2 separate regions of the Mus musculus genome follow, and region 2 is linked to region 1. The links are chromatin contacts, called in public HiChIP or PLAC-seq maps. All regions are on one chromosome and are shown on one strand. The core of a region is the stretch at or near the end of the contact, and the rest is flanking DNA. Distances in the headings are between cores, read along the strand shown.

The links. HiChIP or PLAC-seq counts read pairs in DNA pulled down with a chosen protein or histone mark.
Region 2: a FOXA1 HiChIP or PLAC-seq map of pancreatic cancer cells shows a contact between it and region 1. The contact joins two enhancer-like sites. A contact is called at or near these places in 1 of 484 Hi-C or Micro-C datasets (cerebellum) and 1 of 115 datasets of contacts at active chromatin or transcription factors (pancreatic cancer cells).

The regions. Positions count from the first base shown.
Region 1 is chr8:126,088,918-126,095,139 of GRCm38.p6, reverse strand. The region is part of intron 1 of Gm46072 (a long non-coding RNA gene); the gene reads right to left. Among named protein-coding and RNA genes, the nearest start is that of Gm46072, 19 kb to the right of the region's middle. Within about 2 kb of position 1,634, at least 14 of the 459 cell types and tissues checked have an H3K27ac peak or open chromatin away from gene starts, as enhancers often do. A contact at or near this core is called in pancreatic cancer cells, where this site is marked.
Region 2 is chr8:126,915,911-126,922,760 of GRCm38.p6, reverse strand. No RefSeq gene overlaps it. Among named protein-coding and RNA genes, the nearest start is that of Gm31718, 11 kb to the right of the region's middle. Within about 2 kb of position 3,305, at least 161 of the 459 cell types and tissues checked have an H3K27ac peak or open chromatin away from gene starts, as enhancers often do. A contact at or near this core is called in pancreatic cancer cells, where this site is marked.

The sequences.
Region 1 (6,222 bases), core at 385-2,884:
CCATCTGGCTCCCCTCACTGTGTGGCCTTCTCCTTGACACAAGTTTCTTTTCCATGGGAGGTCTACTGCTCTGACATCTCAGGGTGAGGGAGGAGCATCCAACCTGTTCACCATTCTGTCTATACCAGCCTTCAGTGATCCTGGCATCATGGGCACCTCATTTCATCAGGTCAACACAACCACATGGCCAAGCAGCAAGCTCCAGGTAGCAGTGGACACCACATTATCCTGCCAAATCAGGATTGCCCATGGGCACTATCAAAAAGATCCCTCATTGCAGGCCTCCCACTGGCCCACTGTCTCTGCTAACATAATGTCTGCCCCACTGAGGTGGCCCACTCTGTCTGTTACCATAGTCATTTTGGTCCCATTCCTGAGCAGGAAGAAAGGGCTTCCTCCCATTGTTCTGCCTACAGCCTTGTCATTCAGCAGTGAATTCAGAGCATACCCTGTGAGGAGGAGGAAGAAGAAGAGGAAGAGGAAGAAGAGGAAGAGGAGGAGGAGGGAAGAGGAGGAGGGGGAGGAGGAGGAGGGAAGAGGAGGAGGGGGGAGGAGGAGGAGGGGAGAGGAGGAGGGGAGAGGGAGAGGAGGAGGAGGAGGAGGAGGAGGAGGAGGAGGAGGAGGAGGAGGAGTGTACTGAGTTAGTGACTCTCTTTCCTGCTTTCTTGTTCTGGGAGTTTCAGGAGAAACTTGAAAGATTGCCTGTGAAGAGTTTGTGAGTCCAGGCATTAACTACCGTCCCCTGTTGTTGATTGAGAACCTTTTAAAAACAGACATTTAGTGCATACACAGTGTGTGTGTGTGTGTGTGTGTGTGTGTGTGTGTGTGTGTGTGTGTGTGCACAGTCTGTGTATGGGAGGGTCACAGGGTCAGAGAACAACTTAGATGATTCAGTTCCCTCTTTCCATCATGTGAGTCACAGAATCAAACAGATCAATAGCTTGAGGCCTTAAGCACCTTTGCACACTGAGTCACCTCGCCAGCCCTAGTTGGACTTAGGGCTTGTTCATGCTCCTTGCAGCTTCTCAGAGAAACTTGTCAGACAGTCAGGAATCTCCTTCACAAGTCCTAGTCATTATCTGATCACATACTTCACTTCAGGTTAGTGGAAACTAGGGGCCTTCTCATACATCCCAAGGGTCCCACGAAAGCCATTAGACATAGAAGTGAATACTACATATGTATAAAGGGGCCTTTAAAGAGCCCAAGATAATTTTTGATCTTGAGCTGCAATATTCCAGCTCTCTGCATTAAGGAATTTCTAATCATTCAACCAGCCTGGTACAAGGTTTAGCATGGGGGGGGGGGGGGCAGAAATAACCCCTTGGGAAATCAACCTGCCTTCTAGAACCTTCAACACAGGTGTGGCATTTTTTTTCTGAGAAATTCGATTACAAAGGTTTTATCAAGAGGGGTGTGATGGGGGCTCCTTTTCAGAGGTGAAGCCTAGAGAGGACCCTGAATCTCTCCTGTTTTGCCTGCCCGGCTCCATAAGCTCTCTCAAGAACTGCACAAGGGAGGAGGTATACAAGATGCAGAAGCCTCTGGTGCAGGATGAAGCCAGGACAAAGGCGGAGATTTGTGGAGAGTGGAGGGCGATCCTTCCTTGCAGCTCTCTCTCTAGGAGTCAATGGGTGTGGTAGGACCTTGTTCCTGTGCGTGCCTGCTGTGGTGGCCTCAGAACCCTCAAGGCCTCAGGCTCTTGAATGGTGGCCAGTGTTTCATCCCTGAGCGGCTATTTCCCAGTTACCCCTCACTTGTAAGGATATCAGCAGGTAGCCTGAGGGAAAGGTGTTCAGAGACTCAGGCTACTCCCCATGGATGCCCTTAAGGCATTATTATACATCTACAGTGTAAGTATAGAAGTAGGAGAGAGAAATAAACTTTACCATGCAACCCTAGCTGGCCTCTAGTTTACAACCCTCCCGCCTCAGCCTCCTAAGTAGCTGAGGTCACACAGGTATGCCTCCATGTGCAGCTGGGACAACTGATCCTTCTGTTCTGTCCCTGCTTCTCAGTACTAGTGCACTGTGCAGCCTTCTCAGATTGGCTTCTGTCATTTGCTGTCACAGTTACATTCTTCTTGGACACTAAACATATTCCTGTGGCTGTCTAGATGGTCTGCCCATTTACCCACTGAAGGCTGTCTTGTGTGAGGGAGCTCTCACTCATACTCTGAGTTTGTGCAGGTGTTAGCACAAGGGCAGACTATCAGACAGAGCCACACATCTCATTACCAACCGTGACACGGTGGCCCAGATTTCCTACTTAAATTAGAAATCAGACATCTCAGGGGCTTTGTAAGAAGAATATTCTCCAGTAGGAGATTAGAAATACTGTTTAAGCATGAACTCCCACAGGACATGTGTCAGACAAAGAATAGGGAGTCTAAGGAATTCTGCCAGAGGTAATTTAGAAAAATGGTTAGAAGTCTTTGTGCATGTATGCATGGTGTGTGTGTGTGTTATATAGGTGGATAGATAGATGAGATGATTGATTGATTGATAGATGATAGATATGTGGGTAGGTAGGTAGATAGATAGATAGATAGATAGGCAGATAGATAGATAGATAGATAGATAGATAGATAGATAGATAGATAGATAGATAGGTAGATAGGTAGATAGGTAGATAGAGTCTCCTGTAACCTGGGCTAATATCAGAAGGAAGTCTTATGTGAGGGAGTCCTCAATCTGCAAACAGTAGAGCCTTCAGGATTTGAGAATTACCTTGAATTTAAGAGCCTCTTGCCTCTGCCTTCCAAGTGCTGGGAGGCATGTGTCACTGTGCCCTGTTTTATTCAATGCCCATTTACCCAATGAAACCCAGGGCTTTATACATGCTAGGCAAGACCTATACCAAGTGAACCACAGCCCTGCCCACTCTAGGAATATTTTAAAATAGTGAAAGCACCTGGAAGGGCAAGTGTCTGAACCCTGAATGGATTGGAATAAGCTGTCCAGTCAACTGCTCCTTCAAGGACATGTGACAATATCTATGGACATAGAATCAGTAAGGTTTTAAGACTGACAGTCCATTTATCACAGCAGCTGAATCCTCAGTGCCAGAGCCTCGTCTGAATGAAAGGAGGGAAAGGAGAAAGTCAGATGAATGCCAGCAGTTATCTCCTTCTGCATCTTGCCCCTCCCAGATGTGAACAAACCTTCCCACACTCCCACCTCTACACCTCTGCCACAATGGACTGCACCCTCTCAAATCATGAGGTAAATGATGACCTTAAGGGTTTGGTCAAGTATTTTTTTTATTAGATATTTTCTTTATTTACATTTCAGATGCTACCCCGAAAGTTCCCTATACCCTCCCCCACCCTGCTCCCCTACACACCCACTCCCACTTCTTGGCCCTGGCATTCCCCTGTACTGGGACATATAAAGTTTGCAATAACAAGGGGCCTCTCTTCCCAATGATGTCCAACTAGGCCATCTTCTGCTACATATGCAGCTAGAGACACGAGCTTTGGGAGTACTGGTTAGTTCATATTGTTGTTCCACCTATAGGGTTCCAGACCCCTTCAGCTCCTTGGGTGCTTTCGCTAGCTTCTCCATTGGGGGCCCTGTGTTCCATCTTATAGATGACTGTGAGCATCCACTTCTGTATTTGCCAGGCACTGGCATAGCCTCATACAAGACAGCTATACCAGGGTCCCTTCAGCAAAATCTTGCTGGCATATGCAATAGTGTCTGGGTTTGGTGGCTGATTATGGGATGGATCCCCAGGTGGGGTAGTCTCTGGATAGTCCATCCTTTTGTCTTTGCTCCAAACTTGGTCTCTGTAACTCCTTTCATGGGTATTTTGTTCCCTATTCTAAGGAGGAATGAAGTATTCACACGTTGGTCTTCCCTCTTCTTGATTTTCTTGTATTTTGCAAATTGTATCTTGGGTATTCTAAGTTTCTGGGATAATATCCACTTATCAGTGAGTGCATATCTAATGACTTCTTTTGTGACTGGGTTACCTTACTAAGGATAATATCCTCCAGATACATCCATTTGCCCAAGAATTTCATAAATTCATTGTTTTTAATAGCTGAGTAGTACTGCATTGTTTTTATCACAACAATAAGCTAGAGCAACTAAAGCACAGGCTGAGGTGGGAGTGTTTACACCATAGGGACAGGCAGAAGCCATGAATTGGGAGAGTTTCAACACAGTACTAGATAGAGGCTTGCCCTTTGATCTGTTGTGGCTGTAAGTGACAGGAAGCAAGGTTACTTTGGATCCAGGAGGATCAAGTGTCTGCTCTCCTTTCACTGACATTCTTGGGGAGGCTCCTACCACATCCACCTGAAAGGAGCTTACAAAACGAACCACATGTGCTATACAAGTGAGCTGAGCTACACCTCTAGCCAATGCGTTGGTTTAAGTCAATGGATGTTATGCTTACAGCTGAATACCAAAAATACTGGGTAGGCTTGGTGCCAAACATCACAGCTCTGAGGTGTCCAGACACTATGAGGAAGCTTACAAGGAACAATCTGGAATGGATTCTTTACCCACACTATCCTTCTGAATTCTGTAGTTATCAGCACCTCCACAGGTCGTTAAGGCTATCACTGGACAAACCTGTCCTTTAACCTTTGAAGTTAAGGAGCTACTGATGTGTTTATAAAAAGAGAAAGAATATGTTCTATGGGGGTGTGGTCAGGTATGAGGGAAGGGGATGTCTCAGTGAGCCCATGCCAAGGTAACCCTTCCCCCTAAGGAACCAGCCACATGACAGTATAGTATAGAATAGAGTTTATTCAGGGTATAGGGAAGTGATTTAAGAGGGTAGTAGAGGGAGAGAGAGAGAGAAGGGGAGGGGAGGGGAGGGGAGGGGAGGGGAGGGGAGGGGAGGCGAGAAGAGAAGAGAAGAGAAGAGAAGAGAAGAGAAGAGAAGAGAAGAGAAGAGAAGAGAAGAGAAGAGAAGAGAAGAGTTGAGGCCAGTCATGAGCGAGTAGAGAGATGGGGAAGGAATGGGGAAGGGAGGGGGAGGGGACAGGGACCAAGAAGGGAAAAGCCCAAGAGAGCAAGAGAACAAGAGAGCAAGAGAGAGAGGAGGGGTTGAGCAGCCCCTTTTATAGTGGGTCAGGTCTACCTGGCTATTGCCAGGTAACTGTGGGGTGGAGTTTAGACAGAATGATAACAGTTACCCCAGTGAAGCAGCACACCAGCAAAGCCAAGTGTAACCTTTGGCTGGGTATAGAGCCTCAGGAATGAGGAAAGGTGCAGGGGAGAATATATTAGGAGGAGAAACTCCCTATGTGATAAAACGAAGATGGGACCTGACTTTGGGCACGTGGTGACTGGTTTGGAAGGTGGAGCCCAAGAATTGACTTAGCTTTGGGCACAGCTGATGGAGGTGTTAAAGATGGTGTTATATGTGGGACCTCATCTCTGGGAGACAAAGAGACCAGAGTTATCAGGAACAGTGGGACTCAGCAAGGCCCCAGTGGCGTTTTACTTTGAATTCTTGTGTTTATCCCCTTCTCTGATAACTTCTTATTAGCTCCAGGACTACAGATCAGTCTAAATTTGTCAAAATCATGAATCCTGACATTCAAAGAACCCCAGACCTATTGTCCTAAATATTTTGCACTCAGAATCTTCCTAGCTTTCCTTAAGACAGGGAAGCAGTCTGGGACTTCTGAATGTCATCATGGAAACTGCTGAGTTGTATGTATCAGACTTAGAGTGGGGCAGGAGGGGTTCCTGACCCTCATTCTGGCAGTTTCAGCATTTGAAGGGCTAAGGCAGTGTAACCTCCCCTCCCCAGCCTGAAACCTGTTTGCTCAGGTTTCAGTGTTAGCATCGGGGTGGAGCCTGCCGCTTAATCGTTCTGCCACGCCCACTGCTGGAGCCTGCCGCCTTACTGTTCTGGAGCCATACACGTGGTCACCCTGCAACTGGACTCCAGGATTATTTGGCAGGAATTAGCCCCTTCCCCCTCCTTCATAACTCGGTGCACGAATTAATAAAATTGAGCTTTGATCAGAACCTAGTTTGTCTTAGCTCTGTCTCTCTCTTGTGCCGCCTAGTCCCCCCTCTTCTCTTCCAGGTTTCCAAGATGCCTTTCTAGACTAGAACCCAGACATGTGAGCCGCTGGTCGGACACAACAGATCTGGTGCCCAACGTGGGGGTGAGAAATGGCAGAGGACATCTGGAAGATGGAGCTCCATAGAAGAAGAAAATAATTAAAGGAAACTCATATCGGAGAAGGTC
Region 2 (6,850 bases), core at 2,056-4,555, 830 kb before region 1:
ATGACAGTGACTCTGCAGGCCTGGCAGGAGTGTGTCTAAAGCATGGGACCGTAGGAACCCACTCCAAACGTGGTTATGCTACCCAATGTTCAAAAAAGGCAAATGTGAGGTGAACAGAGGTGTGTGGGAAAGGAAGTATCCTGGTGCCATTTCTGTTGCAGTGAGGAGAAAGGGTTTATTTAGTTTTCAGACCCCAAGTAACAGCCCATCATTGGTAAGAAATCAACGCCAGAACTTCACACAGCCAGTCATATATCACCCACAGTCAAGAATGGAGAGAAATAAATGTATATATTCTTGCTTTCTTGTTTGTTCCTGCTAGGTTTCTCTATTAGTATACAGTTTAGGAACCTCTGCCTAGGAATGGTGTCGCCCACAGTGGGCTGGGTCTTCCTGCATAGATTAAGACAATGTCCCACAAACAGGACAACCCGACGCACACAGTCCCCCACTGAGACTCCTTCCAGATGATTCTAGGTTGTTCCAAGTTGACAATCAAAGCTGGCCACCATAGGGAATGAGGCTTGAAGTCCTGCCCTACCGGGTCGCATATTTAGGCCTCAGAGCTGACTTTGGATCTCCTGGATCTTGCCCTGCTTCCTGTTTCCTCAGGCGAGGCCACCTCCTCAGAGATACAAGAGCGTCAGGACTTGAACCGTTAGGCATCCCCTCCCTCCTCATTCCTCTCTCAGTTACCTAAACATAGGACTGCTGAGTTCTAAGTCTTCTGTGGTGTGTGTGTATTGTGTGCAGGTGTGCTTGTGTACATGCATGTGTGTCCTTGTATATATGAAGGCCAGAGATCCATGTTGAGTGTCTTCTGTTCCTCTTCACCTTATTTTTCTAGAATATCACCAAGCCTGGAGCTCACTGTTCAGCTACACTGGCATCCCAGGAGCCCCTCTTGTCCTCTGCCTCCTTAGCACCAGGATGTTCACATAACACCATGCCATGCTCTCCCACCCCCACTTTCTCAAAATGGGTTCTGGGGACCTGAACTCGTGCTTGCGCAGCAAGGAATTCACCCACTGAGATATCATCTCATCCCATTCCTTTCAGTTTGAGACAGAGTTACCTGGTTCAGGCTGGCCTTGAACTTGTGACCAACATCTTCCTACCTATGGGACCAGAGAGATGGCTCAGCACTTGAAAGGGCTGGCTGCCTTTCCAGAGGACCTGAAACCATTTCCAGCACCTATACAACAGCTCACACTTGTCTGTTACTCCAGTTTCAGGGGATCTGATGCCTTCTCCCTATCATCATGAGCAGTAGGAGTACACGGTCATGGTGCACAGATATACATACTCAAAAAATACCCATGACATAAAAGTAAAGGAAGAGATTCCTCTTTGTACTCGGATCATAGGTGTGTTGTCTCATGCCCAGCTGAGACGGTGGCTTTTGTACTGATTCTTACAGAGATGTCTCCTTGTGTGCTGATGTTCCCAGCAAGCACTTGTGAGTTTGCTTGCCTGAATGCATGGAATTGATTAGACACTGTGCACATGCCCGGATGTATACATCTCTGATTATATTGCCAGGGATTGGCATTTACCGAACAGTTCAGAGCTCTAGGCTGGGGGTGCTTCTGAGTCCCTAGGTAAAGTCCCAACCCTTTTTTCTCTCCAGGTAGCTCAGGCTGGCACAGACATCCTGCACTGGCTCACTGGGCCACTTGATGGCAGTGTGAGAATTGAGAAAAGAGGCTCTTGTCTTGCAAATCTTAGCAGCTCTCTCCCAGTGGCCACTTCTACCTCTGCAGCCACCCAAGCCAAACAGAAAGCTCTCTGCTCAGTCTACCGCTGTGCCCTGCCCCTTGGCCAGATCCAGGCCTCCACTCACAAGCTCTCCGCTCTCCCCTTTCCTGCCCCAAGCTGACAGCAGTCCCTCCTGGTTTTACTTCAGATTTTTGTGTTTTAATTTTAATGTAATTTTTTTTTTTTTTTGAGACCCGATCTAACTCTGTAGACCAGGCTGACTTTGAACTCGCAGAGATCCGCCTGTCTCTGCCGCCCAAGTGCTGGGGCGATACACATGTGCCACCGCCTTCGGCTCTTTGTTTTTAAAGTGTTGTCATCTGTGTGTTTCAGAGTCCCTGGGAAGAGGAGCAGAAAATATTATAAGAGCTGGTGGCTTTAGAACAAAAGCAGAAGTGCCTGAAATCCTTCTGGCCAGGGAGGTTGTTTTCTGGAAGAAGGAAATGGCAGAGAGGGCAGAGGAAAGGCAGAGGTTGGGGGGCCAGATCATATGGGGGTCACTACAGGAGGGTGGGGGGGCAGGGTGTGGGGACCTGCTGCTCCATTGTTGGGGAATCTGACACTGGGTTGCATCTTAAAGGCTGTCAGTTCTTGCCTCCCAGCTCTGGTGACAAAACCCTGCTGGAAGGGTTAAGGGCATCAGCACAAGGGCTGGCCTCTGGTTTGTAAACTGGCCTACCAGCCTCCCTCCCTCCCTCCCTCCCTCCCTCCCTCCCTCCCTCCCTCCCTCCCTCCCTCCCTCCCTCCCTCCCTCCCTCCCTCCCTCCTTCCCTCCTTCCCTTCCTACCTGCCTGCTTGCCTGCCTTTTGTTTCTTTTCTGAGACAGGGTTGGTTTCATGTAGCCCAGGCTATCACTAAACTCCTGATCTCTCTTCTTCCACCTTCTGAATGCAGGGATGATAGGTACCTACCATCACACTTGACTAGTTTCTTCCTCCCATAGGCAGATGGGATGGCCAGGCATGCTAGGAGGCTGAGGCAAATGAATTGTAAAGGGTTAGCTTAGGCTACACAGTGAGTTCAAGGGCCAGCCTGGTTTTAAGAGTGAGGCCCGGTCTCAGCCATCACCTCCACCCTCACAAGAGAGATGCGTGTGAGAAGGCCGAGGGAATCCACAAGTTGCCCACATCTTTCTCCCAAGACTTAGGCTGACAGCACTGCCCTCCCACCTAAGGAGATCGCAAGGAGATAGGCTGTGGCTCCTAAGGAATTTGCTGTGGGAAAAAATATTTCTCCAAACGATGACCAGGAAATATTGTCCTGACCAAGGTTGCTGCATGTGCTATCTTGGAAGCATGAGCTGAGGACTGAGTGCTATGTGATCTTCAACAGGGCCCAGTTCTCAGGCTCAGAACAGCCACCCCACACAGGCCACTAAGACCTCACTATCTCCCTTGGTTTACATTGCCATGCTCTCCTGTAGGACAGCCTTGACCTTGAGCAGGACCTAGGCTGGCTGGCTCAGCCTGTATGGAGGTGGGAGGCCACTCTCTGCTGACTCAGACCTGGCCTAGGGCAAGTTCATGCCTCCAGCCTGTGAGTAACACACTGGTGTTTCAGCTTCAAAGGCCTTCCCAGGATTAACCAATTAGTCACCCAGGAGAGCCACAGTGCGGGTTACTGTTGTCTTCACTAGGCTGGAACTGAGGGAGGGAGGGAGTAGGATCTCACTGCAGAGCAGCAGCAGCAATGAGGTGTAGGGTGTCCCACAGCGTGGGAGGGACAGGATGAGGCAAGATGGAGTTGGAGCTGATCACTGAATGAGAGTGAGAGACCTGGGGGAAGTCTCCGGGTCGGGGAGTGGGGGTTCTGGAGAGTCATGGTTCCATGCAAGGAACATCCTTCTTGGGACTGGGGAGATGGCTCAGCAGGTAAAGTGTTTGCTATGTTAGCTTAAGGACCTGAGTTCAGATCTTCCACAGATTACAGATCTTCCACACCCATATAAAAAGCTGGGCTTGTTGGGTCACATGCCTGTGACCCCAGAGCTGGGGCTGAGACATGGAAGACAAGAAGAGCTTTAGAGCTCTCTGCCCAGCTAGTTTAGCCAAAGCAGTGATGTCTAGGTTCAGTGAGAAAGTGTTGCACAGTAGAGAAAGGCTCTAAAGTCAGTGTCTGGCTTCCATCCACACACGCACACAGATGAACACACTTAAACACACACACATGCACAGATGAACTCATTTGTACACACACATACACACACTCATACAGATGAACTCACACACAGATGAGCTCACACACTCTCACACACAGATGAACTAACTCACACACACACACATACACAGATGAACACACTTACACATGCACAGTTAAGTTATACCCATAAGCATACACTGACACAGATGAACTCACACACACATGCATGCACTCTCACACACACATACACACAGATGAACTTACACATATACACACCTACACACATGCACACACACACATACAAGCATACACACACAGGTACTCACACATGCACACACACACACATGCACACAGACATGCATGCCCGGACACACATGCATGCATGCACACACATGTGCACACACAGATGAACTCACTTCCACACACACTCACATGCAGAGGAGGGAGGAAGAGGGGGTGTTGGTAGGGGAACTGGCCCATGAGGGCCACCATGTGTTCTCACCATTGCAGCCCAAACTTATCCTGCCCTTCTGAGCCTTCCTGGCAACTGTAGCAGGAATCTTGGAACAGTTTTTGGTGTGTGTGTGTGTGTGTGTGTGTGTGTGTGTGTGTGTGTGTGTCTGAGAGGGGGGGGGAGGGGAGGGGGAGAGAGGGAGAGAGAGAGATTCTTTTGGTGCAGGGAGAAACTTTTGAACCTTTGAGAGAGTATTTCACATATCCTAGGCTGACTTTGAACTTGCTCTGTCTGTAGATGGCCATAGTCTTGAATTCTTGATCCTTCTGCCTTCACCTCCTGAGTGCTGGGATTACAGGCGTGTGCCATCACATTCAGTTGAGTGTGAGGATTTGGGGACTGAGGGATCATAAAGACCTGCCACTCAAGTATCTTGCACATAACTATTGTAATATGGCCACACATGTGTCCCCCTCAGGTACGTAGTGAAGAAGGTGGGGTTCTTAGAGGAAAGTTAGTGTCTTGGAAGCTGATCGGACAAGCCCTTCTGTGAAGTCTCTCCACAGCTGCTTTTTATAACCTTGGCATCAGCATGAGCTTGGCAATGCCAGCACAGTGTAGCTGGAAAATATTTTCTGCCATTTGAAAACACACACACACACACACACACACACACACACACACACACACACTTGGAAAGGGGAAGAAGGGGGGAAAAGAACCCAGCCAACAACAAACAGAAGTTGTGAATGGTACAGAATGTCTTTGTGGAGTGCTTCCCACCCCCATTACTGCTCCAGTTCATTTTCTCTGCTGCCGATTTTAGAAGGTCAGAAGTCATTGTTGTTGTTAGGCTTTGCCAGTAGAAATGTAACTCTAAGAGAAGAGTCATGTCATAGGCTGTGGCCAGAAAGCCTTTGGAAAGCTGCTCTGGTGGGAGGTACACCTTTATCTGTGAACAGAACCCAGGTATTTTCTGGTAGGTGCTCTAGGGTGGGCCTGCCTCTCAGGAACTCAGGCTAAGGGAATCTCCAAAGCGCCCCCTAACAGGAAAAAGGGTTGATGCACCAAGCTGTCAGCTGTTCCATGTGACTCAGAAACAGAGTCCCTGTTGTTGACGGCAACCCGTAGAGAGGTCTAGATAAGGCTAAACTTGCCCGCTCACAAACTCCCTAACTTGGAAGAAGTGAAAGCTAGGAAGGACAGTAGCCAGGTCAGTGGTCTGAGCTTTGAGACTCTAGCAGGTTGAACATTTGGTTGACCTGGAAGACTGGAGGAGGCAGGTAGGGTCCTGTGATCTCCTCTGGCAGTTTCAATGACAATCAAAGTGAAGAACACAGCTGATTGACATTTCTAATGCCTGAGCTTAGGACCAGCCATAAAAACCCAAAGCCCAGCAAGGTGCCTGCAGCATAGTCAGCCATTGGTATGGAGGATGGCCCCACCATCTCTCTCTCTCCTCTCTCCTGTTATTCTCCATGGCTGGCCATTCCCAGAGGGAGGGGGACACTGTGGACCGGAGTCATCTCTGTCCACAGAGCTGGAACTGGGATGGTTGCTCCAAACGCTGTGTGTGTTTGTAGATAGTTGTGTGAGACCCAGGATTAAAGGCAGCTCTAGTAAGTCCAGTCCCAGAATCAGCCCCCGAGATGCTGAGCTGCCTGCACCTAAGGTGACTGTGATGGTTTGTATATGTTTGGCTCAGGGAGTGGCACTATTAGGACTGTGTAGATTTGTGATCCCAGCATGGAGGCTGAGGAGGAAGCAGGGGAAGGGAGATGCCTGGGGTGGATGCCGTTCTAGCTGAACTGATGAGCTTTGTTACAGAACCAAAACTGTGCAGAGTGATAGAGGAAGACACTGGGCACCAACTTCTGGCTCTTCATGCATGTGCATGAATATGTCCACATGCCCACACGAATATGCCCATATACGCCACATACATACACATATGAAGCAACAACAATTTTGCTGAAAGGACCCTGATATAGATGTCTCTTGTGAGACTAGGCCGGGGCCTAGCAAACACATAAGTAGATGCTCACAGTCAGCTATTGGATGGAGCACAGCGCACCCAATGGAGGAGCTAGAGAAAGTATCCAAGGAGCTAAAGAGATCTGCAACCCTGTAGGTGCAACAACATTATGAACTAACCAGTACTCCGGAGCTCTTGACTCTAGCTGCATATGTATCAAAAGATGGCCTAGTTGGCCATCACTGGAAAGAGAGGCCCATTGGACACGCAAACTTTATATGCCCCAGTACAGGGGAATGCCAGGGCCAAAAAAAATGGGAATGGGTGGGTAGGGAAGTGGGGGGGGGGTATGGAGGACTTTTGGGATAGCATTCTAAATGTAATTGAGGAAAATACGTAATAATAAAAAATATTTTAAAAAATGAAGCAACAACAAAAAATACCAAGTGTATGCTCTATCATCTATGCATGCTCCTTCATATATGTATGCTCCATCATCTATACTCCATCATATGTATGCTCCA